Linked DNA regions of Hordeum vulgare: region 2 is linked to region 1. Evidence: chromatin contacts called from public Hi-C data. All regions are on one chromosome and are shown on one strand. Each heading gives the region's core, a stretch centred on a gene start, on an enhancer-like site or on the middle of the called end of the contact. The rest is flanking DNA. Distances are from core to core; before and after follow the strand shown.

Region 1 (5,929 bases), core at 1,637-4,136:
CTGGCTAATATCCTCTTTTTTCCATTTTACTCCGGCTCAAGTTCGTTGTGAGTCAAGATTTCAATTTTCTTTCTTTTTTCATTTATCATTTTTTTCCTTACATGCACAAACATTCTCAAATTATTGAACATTTTTGTTTTCTTAAATAAGAGTTTTGTTCTCAAATTCGTATAGTTTCTTTCCAAAACCGATAAACCTTTTCTTAAATTGCATGAACTTTTTTCAAAATGGATTATTTTTTTAAATTGATCAATGTTTTTAGACAATTGATGAACTATTTTTTAGTTTTTGGTGAACTTCGTGCAATACCGATGAACTTTTTTTCAATTAGATGAAATATTTTTGAAAATGGATGAACTTTTTCCAAAATCAATTGAGTTTTTTATTTTTGTTTTTTTATTTTTCTTCTTCGTGGTTTGATATTTTTTCTTTGATCCGTGAACTTTTCTAAAAATTGATGTACTTGTTATCATTTTAAAAAAAAATCCATGAATTTTTTCAATTTTAATGAACTTGATGACCTTTCGAAAAATTATGGATGAGCGTTTTTTAAAAACAATGAACATTTAAAAAACATAAACTTTTTTGAAAATTGATTAACTTTTTTGGTTTTTTCGTTTTTCTTCTTCATGCTTTGAGGATTTTTTTCTTAAATTCCTGATCTTTTCTTAAAATTGTTGAACGTTTTTCAAATTTGTGTATTTTTGAAAATCCATGAAGTTTTCAATTTTGATGGACTTTTTAAAAAAATTGACTACCTTTAAAAAATTATGGATGAGCGTTTTTCATTTTGATGACCTTTTTTCAAATCGATGATTGTTTTTCAAATTTGATGGACTTTTTCCAAATCTAGTGAACTTTATTCAGATTTGATGAACTTTTTAGAAAATTGATGAACTGTTTTTTGAAATTCATGATTTTTTTAAAATTAAGTGAAGCCTTTTTCATAAAATGAATCAACATTTTCCAAAATTTTCCAGATAATTCAAAAATCTAATAAATAGCATGGATACAATGGTTCTTAAATAATTTGCATTCCTATCAACACAATCGTTTAGCAGTTGTAGTGGTTAGCAGATCACTTCGTCCTTTGTAACGGCACAACGCGAGTTTAAGTCATTGGGGATGACTTTTTGCGTATTTTTTCCGTGAGACAATTTTACCAGCCTGCGGTTTGTGGACCAACCCATGAGGTAGGGCGCATGGGCGCCGGCTACCTTTTCCGATGCTTAAGGCGCCGAACTGGAACTCCCGGGATCGCTTCCGGGCGATTGTAAAAAAAATTACGTATCGGGCTGACTATACGGGGTAAAAATGGTCAAATCCGTATAGTGATTGTTTATGGGCCACACAGTTTTAAAGCGTTGCTAGGTATGTTCTAAACTAAACTATGGGAGCTCCTAGTTGGCGCCTTAAGCGCAGGCTAGGAGAACCAGCGCCCACACCCTGCAAAATGAGTGGCCCAGTTTCAGGGCTTATTTCTTTTATAAAAACCTAAAAAAGAAAAAAAAAGTTAACACAAAAAGTTCATAAAAGGCAAAACATGATTCACAAACGTTGAAAGAAAAGTTCACGAATTCGAAAAAAAATCACTGTGACCTAAAAAAAGTTCACAGATTTTGAAAATTAGTTCTTTAATTTGACAAAAGATTTGGAAAAGTTCGGTGAACTGAAAAAAAAGTTCACAAACCTTTAAAAAGTTCATCATTTTTGAAAAAAGTTCACCGAATTTCAAAAAAGTTCATCAAAATTTTAAAAAAGCAGCAATTTTTTTTAAAAGTTCATCGATATTTGGAAAGTTAATACAATTTTATTAAAAAATCGTAAAATTATAAAAAATGGTTCATTGATTTGGAAAAAAGTGTGTTCGTCTAAAAGAAGTTAATAAGAAAAAGCTGCGCTTTCTCCAAAAAATAAAAAATATATAAAAATAAAATGAAAATGAAAAGTAATAAAAAGAGTAAAGAAAAGAAAAACTACTCCTGGAAAATCCATCTAGGAAGCTTTTAGAAACTTCAGAAAACCGAAAAAATCTTCCATGACCGAACGTTACATGCGCCGGTTAAGAAAAATGGGCAATGCTCTGTGCCGGTTGCAAAAATTTTCATGCAGCAATTTTTCCTCGATGCAACAAATTTCGTTCATGATGCAGCAATTTCGTCAACGGTTGCAAAAAAAAGTTGTAACCAAAAAAAATATCTACGTGATCGTAGCAAAAAAACGAAGCTGATGATGCGTGGTAGCAAAACAAAAAAATGATTGTAGCAAAACAATCCGGTAAACTCGGGTTGTAACTCTGACGAACGTGTATGCAACTTTTTTAGTAAACGGCTGCAGCAAGAAATGATGCTGGTTGTAGCAAAAATTAACATGGTTGTAGCAAAAATTAAACGTCGGTTGTAGCAAAAAAAATCAAGAACTCGAGTTGCAACCAAACATGGATGCAACTTTTTTAATGAACAAGTTGCAACAAAATAGAAAAGGCTTGTAGCAAATTTAACCGCATTAAAAAAATGTTGCATGTGTGGGGTCAACGTTTCAAATTTATACATAGTTACAGCAAATCTGCACTAAAAAATGTCGTATGATTGCCGCCAGCGCACGAGCCGCGAGCGACCGGCCGAACGGTTCAGCCGACGCTTCGGCTGTAAGCATTTGCCAAAAAAATACACTTTAACCTACGCGTCCAGCCCTAAATAGGATTTGTCCTAAACTGTGGCCTCGTCCTCCTGAGACCTCAGTCTCCCCCGTCCCCGTCGCCGGGCGTCGCATCTCATCTCATCACCTGCTTGCTGGCGACGGCCGACGGGTGGTGGGCCGACGATCGAGTCCCTGTGCCGTCGCTTTCTCCCGCCTCCTGCCTCCCGCGCATGCAACGGCGACGTCCGGACGGACGTGAGCGTGTGCGCGAGGGAAAACGGGATCGCTGGCTCGCCGTATCGTGCCATGCCGACAAAGAGTGCGCTCGGTGCTGCCGAAAAGGAGAACGGGCATCCGTCTCACGTAGTCACGTATAACGGTATCAGGTCGCCTTTCTCTCCGCACGTCGTGAGGCATTGTATAGTCTGCATCAGCGTATGCCGTCGGGAAAGTAAAAAAGACAGTGGCTTTGCGTGGTAGACGTCAGACTGGTTGATCAACTTGCAACTGATTTTATGCCTTTTTCATTCATGCAGACGTGGGCTAGTCATGTTTTCTATTTTCACCTTCAATGCTTATAGCAGTTTTTTTTCCTTCTTGCCGAAGGCATTGCTTTGATTGCTCCGGCTGGATTCCGGCGAGAGCGACCAAGACGCTAACGCGTCATTTTCTTTCCGGAGCGTTGTTTTGAGAGAACATTTCAGTAATTCGAGTGGGATCAAGGATGGTTGATGATGCCCTTATTTGTTTGTTATGTGCTATTAGAGCATCTATAAACGGACTGGACGAATCCGTCCCTTTATACGTCTACGGACGCAGCCCCGGTCCTGAGATTTGTGAGGCTCGGGGCGAAACTAGAATACGGGACCCTTTAACACAATCATCAAGAAAATGAATATATAATATATAATGTTATAAATGAACAACTAATTGCATCAAAATGATATCCATGTTATGTTATTTGTAAATATTATTTAATGTTTTTAATTCTTAGATGCAAAGTCACCAATGATGTTGATATTTGTAGTAAAGAATAATCGATCACCAATTTTTAATATGAAATAAACTATTAAAAATATATGAATTAGTATTTATCTTTTTAGGATCAACTAATCGTTGATTCCATCTTACACAAAAGGGATTGCTCCAGCTAGAAAAAAAAGGACTGCTAATTGTGCTGAACCAGTAATTTTGAATTGGAGCTGACAGTGTGACCCACCTTTACGTTCGAGATAATTGATTGTTTTTTCTACAGGAAAAGTACAGGCACTGCCTTTTTTAGAAGAAGGCACTGCTAATCCAATTGTTTCAACTAGCCGAGTGTGGCCCATCGTCACTTTTTTAGAGCTCGCCCAACAGCTACCACACAAAGAACGACACATGCTGAAGAAAGAAAAAAGACCAAGGCCCAACGGCTAAAGGAAAAGAACGATTCAGCCTTCTTCCTCGAGGAGACAGATCTAACAGGTTATTGAGTTTCATGGCGGCTCCAAGCGATTCCCGATCTGATAGAGGTGCTCACTGCTGAGTGCTGACGCATACTTGGGCGGGCCCCCTGGTTTTGGGGGGCCCGGGGCGGCCGCCCCTCCCGCCCCCCCCTCAGGGCCGGCCCTGTACGGACGTGTTCGGGCATGTTCATAGACACACGTGGACGGTCCCTCATATTTTGCTTCTCGCATTCACTTATCTTATATCCGGATTTTTAAATCCATGCAAAGTCATGTTTGTTGATCACACAAACTAAATGTCACATCAAAACAATAAATATTGGTATCGAACATAAGTAGCGTTTACATCAAATTTATTTAAAGTGCACAATCAATCATCTCGTCTTTCATTTTCATCATGGATCCACATATGCTTCGTCAGATCATTGAGTAGTTGCGCATGCACGTGATGATCTTACAGATTCTGATGCATTTGGAGAAAGTTCATAAGCTGAACTACATCTTGATCTTTTGGAATTTCAACTTGTTCTTCAGGTGCTTCAAAAGCATTGGTTTGAGCTACATCATCATCCTCATCATCGATGATCATATTGTGCAAAATAACACAACATGTCATCAAATGCCACAAAGTTTCTGATTCCCACATCAATGTAGCCCGACAGACAATTTGTTAGGGAACGTTGCATGGAAAACAAAAATTAGCCTATGCACACGCAAGACCTATCATGATAATGATCATCTACGAGAGGGGAGATCGGATCCCCATACCCTAGTAGATCTCTAAGCGGGAAGCGTTAAGAAATGTGGTTGATGTAATCGAACGTCTTCGCGATCCAAATCGCAAGCGTCCCACGAACTCCGTCCCGATCTGGTACAGAACGGACGACACCTCCACGTTTAGCACACGTACAGCTCGATGACGATCTCCGCCTTCTTGATCCAGCAAGAGAGATGAAGAGGTAGCTGAATTCTCCGGCAGCACGACCACGTGGAGATGATGATGGTGGACCTACTCCGGCAGGGCTTCGCCGTGCCGTACCGAACTAGCTACGGGGTGTCAGGAAGTGGTGGAGGGAGAGAGGGTTGCACTATTGCTTGGGGTGCCAAAAGCCTCTCTCACCTCCACTATATATAGATGGGAGGGAGGGGTGGCGCCATAGGGAAAAATCTCTAGGGTTCAATCGGTGCGAGAGGAGAAGGAGGAGTCCTCCTCCAACACAACTTGCAAGGTGGAGTCCTCCTTCCCTAATTCGGTTTGCCCACCTCTCCTTTCCTTTTCTCCTTCTTCGACCGAAGTGGCCCTTCTTGGGCTAGCCACCAGCCCACTAAGGGCTGGTGCACCACCCTTGGGACTCTTTGGTTCTCTCCTAGGTGGGTGGCCTCTCCCGGTGGAACTCCGGAACCCATTCGTCACTCCCGGTACTTTACCGGTAATGCACGAAAACCTTTCGGAAGCCAAATGGATACTTCCTATATATCAATCTTCGTCTCCGGACCATTTCGGAAACCCTCATGACGTCCGGGATCTCATCCGAGACTCCGAACAACCTTTGGTTACCAACATCAATAATTCAACTACACCGAACCTTAAGTGTGCAGACCGTGCGGGTTTGAGAACTATGTAGAAATGACCGAGACACTCTCTGGTCAATATCCAATAGTGGGACCTGGGTTCCCATATTGGATCCTACATATTCTATGAAGATCTTATCGGTTGAACCTCTATGTCAAGGATCCAGTTAACAGAAATAATTTGCTACCCGTGGTGGTAGCTACAAACGGCCCCAAATTTTATCTCTAATTATTTTGTTAAATTATTTTGTACAATGAAAATTAACTCT
Region 2 (5,929 bases), core at 1,854-4,353, 400 kb after region 1:
CGAAGGAGACGATGTTTACCCAGGTTCGGGCATCTCGATAGAGGTAAAACCCTACGACATGTTTTTTGTATTGATGAAGTATTACAAAGTACAAAGTTGATTTATTTGGAGATCGGGTGTTGAGATCTAAAACCCTAATTGTAATGAGCTTAATCTGTCTCAATATGAAGTTGTCTATCGACTAGCCCGACCATGGTTTATATAATGGACCATAGGTCTAAGATAACAGAAGTCCTAATCAGTTACGTCGTTGTAGAGTTGTCTTGTCTTAATTACCAAATCTTGTGTAATCTTCTTTGTATGTGCCATCGGCTACCCGAAGTAGCTCACGAGTCCGGCTCGTAGATATAGGCCGGTGGCCCGAGGACCCATTAGTCCCGGACTCCCTCACATGTTTTTGAAAGAAATGCGGCTATCCTCTAAGGCCCTGCTTGGAATGCCGTTTTATTTTTACAAGTGTAATATTTTACAGAGGTATTATACCGGTCATAGTATAAAATCAGATGAAAACTAAACCGATGGATGGATGGAGGTGTGTATTTGGCAAAAAAAGACATCCCATGCAGGGCCTGATTTGTAAGATGATTGGCGCCAAGTATTCTCCTCTTACAATCTTCCAAACCTAGGAGGGGAAGAACAGGAGCAGAGATCCAGTGCAACCCAATCATTCAGGAGCACCCGCTAACGACCTTTTGCCAGAAAGCACCACCTGCTAATCAAAAGAGACCACCCTTCACTCATCCCATTTGGTTTTGTTGCGCCCATGGTATCCGATGTTTATAGCTCGCATGTGCACCACAAACTACACTAGGTAGGGAAACTGCAGAGAAGTACCAAACGACACACACACACACACACACATACACACACACAGCAGAGTTATAGTCCTTGTGACTTGACACATAGTTTAAAGATATACTCTAGTTCAAATTGTGCTGCAACTTGAGAAAAGTCCGAAAAGAACATGTAGAAGTGACTAGTAAGCAAAGGACTCGAGAAAACAAAAGCAGAAATGACCTGACTGGGCTACGCTCAACAGCCTCAAAACTCTACCGCTAACTACAGTTGTGCAATGTAAGTTCGAATCTCTGTAATTCGTGATGGAACGTGCGCTTTGAACTTCGGAGATTCACATGAACGGAGGCGCTCAGCTACAAGCAGGATGTACTGTTTCCGAGCATAGTTCCAAGCAGCAGCAGTACAGCACGCACGCACGCATCTGGACGGCGTCGACATCGCACCGAGGGTGGCGGGGTAGGGTCCCGGTCACTCAACGACCAGCTGCCACTAACCGAAGCATCACAGCCACACATATCCCAATCAACAATCAGGATTAACGCCACCACCTAACCGTATTACGATACCGCGGCAGTCCGCATCAGGGCGCCGACCGGGCGCTGCCAGGATCGCATTAAGGTAAGCGTAACCGGGCAGCAGGTGTCGCCAATGGACAGTAGATTAAGCCGAGCTGAGCGCCAGCCATGTGAACCCCCCAGACTGTACTGCCGAGCCGAGGCGGCTTAAATAAGGAGAAAGCGACCGAACACGACGGCCTAGGGTAGACCGGTCGTTGCAGGGGACACCTCTCCCCTAAGCTGAACCAGACGTGTGGTGCAGGTGGTGGCTGACGACGGAGATACTCCTAGTAGTAATACTCTATATATGTGTGATTAGCGAGTTAACCCCGGCCGTACCTTCCGGAGATATCGTGATTGCGTACAAGTACGATGCATATTCAGATAAACTTTTGCATGACACCGCCATGATTAGATGACGAGCAACACATGTCGTATGCAACGATAAGAAATCATTAAAAAAGAGCTACGGTGCCAGCCACCTGCACAAGAGTTCTTGGGTGACTACTACTAAGCACGCGTGCTCCTGGTCGCACGGAGGAATTCGGTGGTGATTTCGCGGTGCCAGAGATGATTGCCAGTGCTAACTAATGGATGCAAGGACCGAAAAGTCCTAGTAGAATCCTGCGAAAATGGGTTCAGTTCATCTGGCCACGGTTGCAGAACCAAACCAGAATGTGGTGAGAGATGGCACGAGATTTACAGACGATGATGATTGGCTGCCAATTTCTTTCGGAACGCATTCGCGGAGCTGCGATCCACAGGACCATATGGTTCCACTTCCACATTGCAGAGTTCTTTGATCCAAAACTAGAATATGTTACTAGCATCCAAGCAAGCAGGGGAAAGAAAAGGAAAAACCGAAACAGAAGGGGGGACGAAGGAAGAAACTACCGGCTCCTCTTCCTCCTCCCCGAATCTCTTGTCGTTCTTGCATCTAGCCCCCCTGACCTGAGTCTCTCCGTCCGGATTGGTTCTACTTCTCGGCGCCCGCCACGGCCGTCGCCTGGCCGCGGCGGAGAGTATCCCGGTAGCGCATGAAGGAGTCGATGCGCTGCAGCTTCAGTTGGTGGCGGAACTTGTTGATGAAGTCGTCGGCGCGCGCGTCCACCTCGCCGCCGGCCTCCTCGATCTCCTCCTCCGACACCGGCTCCTCCGGCTCCGCCGCCAGGGGGCGGCGGCGGTCCCCGTCCCTCGTCGTCGCGGGCCTGCGCGCCTCCACCACCTCGGTGTCCTCCTCGGCCACGAAGTGCGCGAACGCCGACTTGTCGCTGGCCGACTTGCGCAGCCGCGCCGGGAGCCGCGGCAGCTCGGCCTCGGCCGCCGCCTCCGACATGCTCCTCTCCATGTGCACGTGCTCGTGCTCACCCTGAGCCTGTGCCTCCATCTCGAGGGGCGGCAGGTGCTCGTCCGACTGCCCCAGATCCAGTACTTCGGTCACCGGGGCCTCCGGGGCGGGGGCGGTGAAGCGGGACATGTTGAACGACCGGAGCCGGTCGAGCGCCATTGACGGAACGCGGGACAGGCTCCTCCTCTCGCCGCCAGGCGCGGCCGCAGCCCCTTCTCCGCTCCCCGCCGGGGGCGCGGACTTGGAGGTGACGGCGATGGTACCGATGACGATGTTGAGCACGAGGAATAGCACCCACGGCGTGAACCACCCGTGCACGGTGCTCCACAGCGCAGGGATCGCCGCCTCCAGCATTGCGCCGCTTCTTCGCCGCCGAGTGGGGTTTGGGTTTTGGCGTTTTGGGGGGGGGGGGGGGGGGGGGGGGGGAGTGGGGAGAGGCGGAGGAAGTGGGAAGCGGTGGTGGGGAAGAGAAGAGAGTGGGGGTGCTGCTTATTTAAAGGTGGGAAGAAAGAGGTGGGGACGTTTCCCGCACATGGGATGGGAGGAGAGGCGGACAGTCGAAGGCCAGTTTTTTTTCCTTCTATAATCATTTCATTTGGCTGGAAAAAAATGGAGTTTTATGGTAAGAATTGCAATTTGTGTCTCCATGACTCTGCATGCCTTTGTTCATTACTCTATAATCATTTCATTTGGCTGAAAAAAGGAGTATCTATTTGGTCCTTCAGGAGACCTATGCAAATATTTGAGATAATTATCAGGGCACTCGACTTTTAAATCAGACACAACATTCGGACTAGTCAACTAGGTAGGGAGCCCACCGTCCAGCCTTGCATGCATACATTTCAAACCTGATTTCAACAAACTGAACGAATCACATGTAAATGAGATGATTTTCATCTAAACAGGAGCACATTCATTATATTTTCGACGTGTTTTATTAAAAAGCGACCGGACCTAACGATATCACATTCATCGCATGGTCTCTGTAGATTGGACCCTTCGCTAGTTAGTGCTTGTCGAGGAGGGAGTGGTTGTACTACTGCTCCTCCTGCGTTTGTGAGAACACCAACTAGAGCGGCTGTGTCGGTTGCTCCTCTATCATGGCGGTTTTGAAGTACGACTCCTCCATGGTCAAGTTGGAATGGACCGACAGGAGCTCCGGTGCTGGGTCGCCATTGAAGCCCGTCTCCATCGCGGGTTCATCTTCGGAGCGGGTCATCGTGGGAGACCTCCGGGTAGATGGACGACATGTCGGCCTCTATCCACCTGGCATGGTGGCTTTGCCAGCCAACAGCAAGGGCGGCCACCTCGGGCGTGTTTGGTTGGTTGCATATACCTCAGTCAGGCCCGCGCGGGAAGAAAAAGGCTCTTTTGGTTACCCGCGTTCAATGTTGGCCCTGCATAGCACGAAGATTAAAGCACCTCTAGGCCTGCATCTAGAGGAACGCTCAAATCGGTCGTTTTTGTGGAGCCAGACCCACGCGATGCAACCCTAGGCACGTGGGTGTGGCCGGTTGCACGCGTGGGTGCGGTCTCGAGATGTCGCGTTGTTTCCAGACGCATCGGTCAATAATTACCCTCACGCGTGGGTGCGGTCTCGAGCGATTTTCTGGCACTCCTAAGGAGGATGTCGCGTCCCATCTAAACACTTTCATAGAATTTTCTGATATGCAAAAGAAGAAAGATGTGGAAAATGATATTGTCAAATTGAAATTATTTTCGTTCTCTTTGCGTGATCGTGCTAAAAATCGGTTTTCATCTTTGCAACGAAATAGTATCGATTCTTGAAACAAGTGCAAAGATGCCTTTATCACAAATTATTTTCCTCCCGCAAAAATTATTTCTCTTACAAATCAGATTATGAATTTTGAACAACTTGAGCATGAGCATGTTGTCCAATCTTGGGAAAGAATGAAATTGTTGATAGGAAATTGCCCAACTCATGGTTTGAATTTGTGGATGATCATACAAAAAATTTATGCGGGATTAAATTTTGCTTCCAGAAATCTTTTAGATTCCGCCGCGGGTGGTACTTTTATGGAAATTACTTTGGGTTATGCTACTAAATTGCTTGATAATATTATGGCTAATTATTCACATTGACATACTGAAAGAGCTCCTACTAGTAAAAAAAGTTAATTCTATTGAAGAAATTGATGCTTTGAGAGATAAAGTTGATGCTCTTAAGAAATTGGTTGCTAGTAAGCATGCTTCTATGGATCCTAATGATGTGCCTTTATCTACTTTGATTGAGCAAAATAATGATCCCGTAGATGTGAATTTTGTCTCACGAGACAATTTTAATAATAATGCTTATATGCACAATTTTAATCATAGGTCATATCCTTGAAGTTATTCAAATAGTTATGGTTATTCCTATGTTAATTCTCATAATAATAATGCTAGGATAGTCTGTGATCTTGAGAGTAATATTAAGGAATTTATCAATGCGCAAAAATATTTCAATACTAGGATAGACGAAAAGTTGAATAAGATTGATGATATGTCTAGAAGGATTGATAGAATTTTGCATGATGTAGAAAATCTCAAGAATATTTTTTTCCTAAGGTTGATATTAATGAATCAATTAAAGCTTTATATGTTTCCATAGATGAAAGGAAGAAAAGAACCACTATGCTTCGGGCTAAAAGAGAATTTCAAGAAAGAGCGTTTCCCGATTGCTTTCATAAAGATGACAAAGAAATTAAAAATGATTGGTGTTTATTATATTGACTCCATGTTTAGTAATGTTAACATTAACGATGAGGTAACTAAATAAGATTTAACTTTAGCTAGAGGGTGTTCCCATGGTTTGGAGGGTGAAAGTCTTATTGAAAAAATTGATAAAAGTGAGATTGAAGAGGTCACAACTTTAGCTAATGATGGACCCACTATTTCGGATTGCAAAAACTTTGATTTTGATGGCTTCTCTTTGATTGAGTGTATTTCTATGTTGCAATCAATCATAAATTTACCCAATTCCTATGAACAAAATAAATCTTTCACTAAACATATCTGGGATGCGGTAATAAAAGCTTTGGAAGAAAAGTTAGAGCTAGAGATTTCAATTCTTAGAAAATTATATGATGAATGGGAATCCACCATTTATATGAAAATTAAGAATTTTGAGTGCTAGTATTTGTGTGATTTTGGTGCTAGTGTTTCCATAATTCTGAAATCTCTTTGTGATATGCTTGCTCTTACAAATATCGAAGAATGTTCTCTC

The links. A called contact is a pair of places that touch in the nucleus more often than the background predicts.
Region 2: a contact with region 1 is called in a Hi-C map of leaf, with 4 times the contacts expected there. The contact joins the promoter of LOC123411516 here to the enhancer-like site in region 1. A contact is called at or near these places in 2 of 6 Hi-C or Micro-C datasets (leaf and seedling) and 1 of 1 datasets of contacts at active chromatin or transcription factors (embryo).

Annotation. Positions count from the first base shown.
Region 1 is chr7H:506,237,180-506,243,108 of MorexV3_pseudomolecules_assembly, forward strand. No RefSeq gene overlaps it. Among protein-coding and RNA genes, the nearest start is that of LOC123409175, 47 kb to the right of the region's middle. Within about 2 kb of position 2,887, at least 1 of the 3 cell types and tissues checked has open chromatin away from gene starts, as enhancers often do. A contact at or near this core is called in leaf, where this site is marked.
Region 2 is chr7H:506,640,570-506,646,498 of MorexV3_pseudomolecules_assembly, forward strand. It overlaps LOC123411516 (pathogen-associated molecular patterns-induced protein A70-like), which reads right to left and starts at 3,104. Exons shown (of 1, transcript XM_045104479.1): 1 at 2,054-3,104. The coding sequence starts at 3,057. The coding sequence ends at 2,332.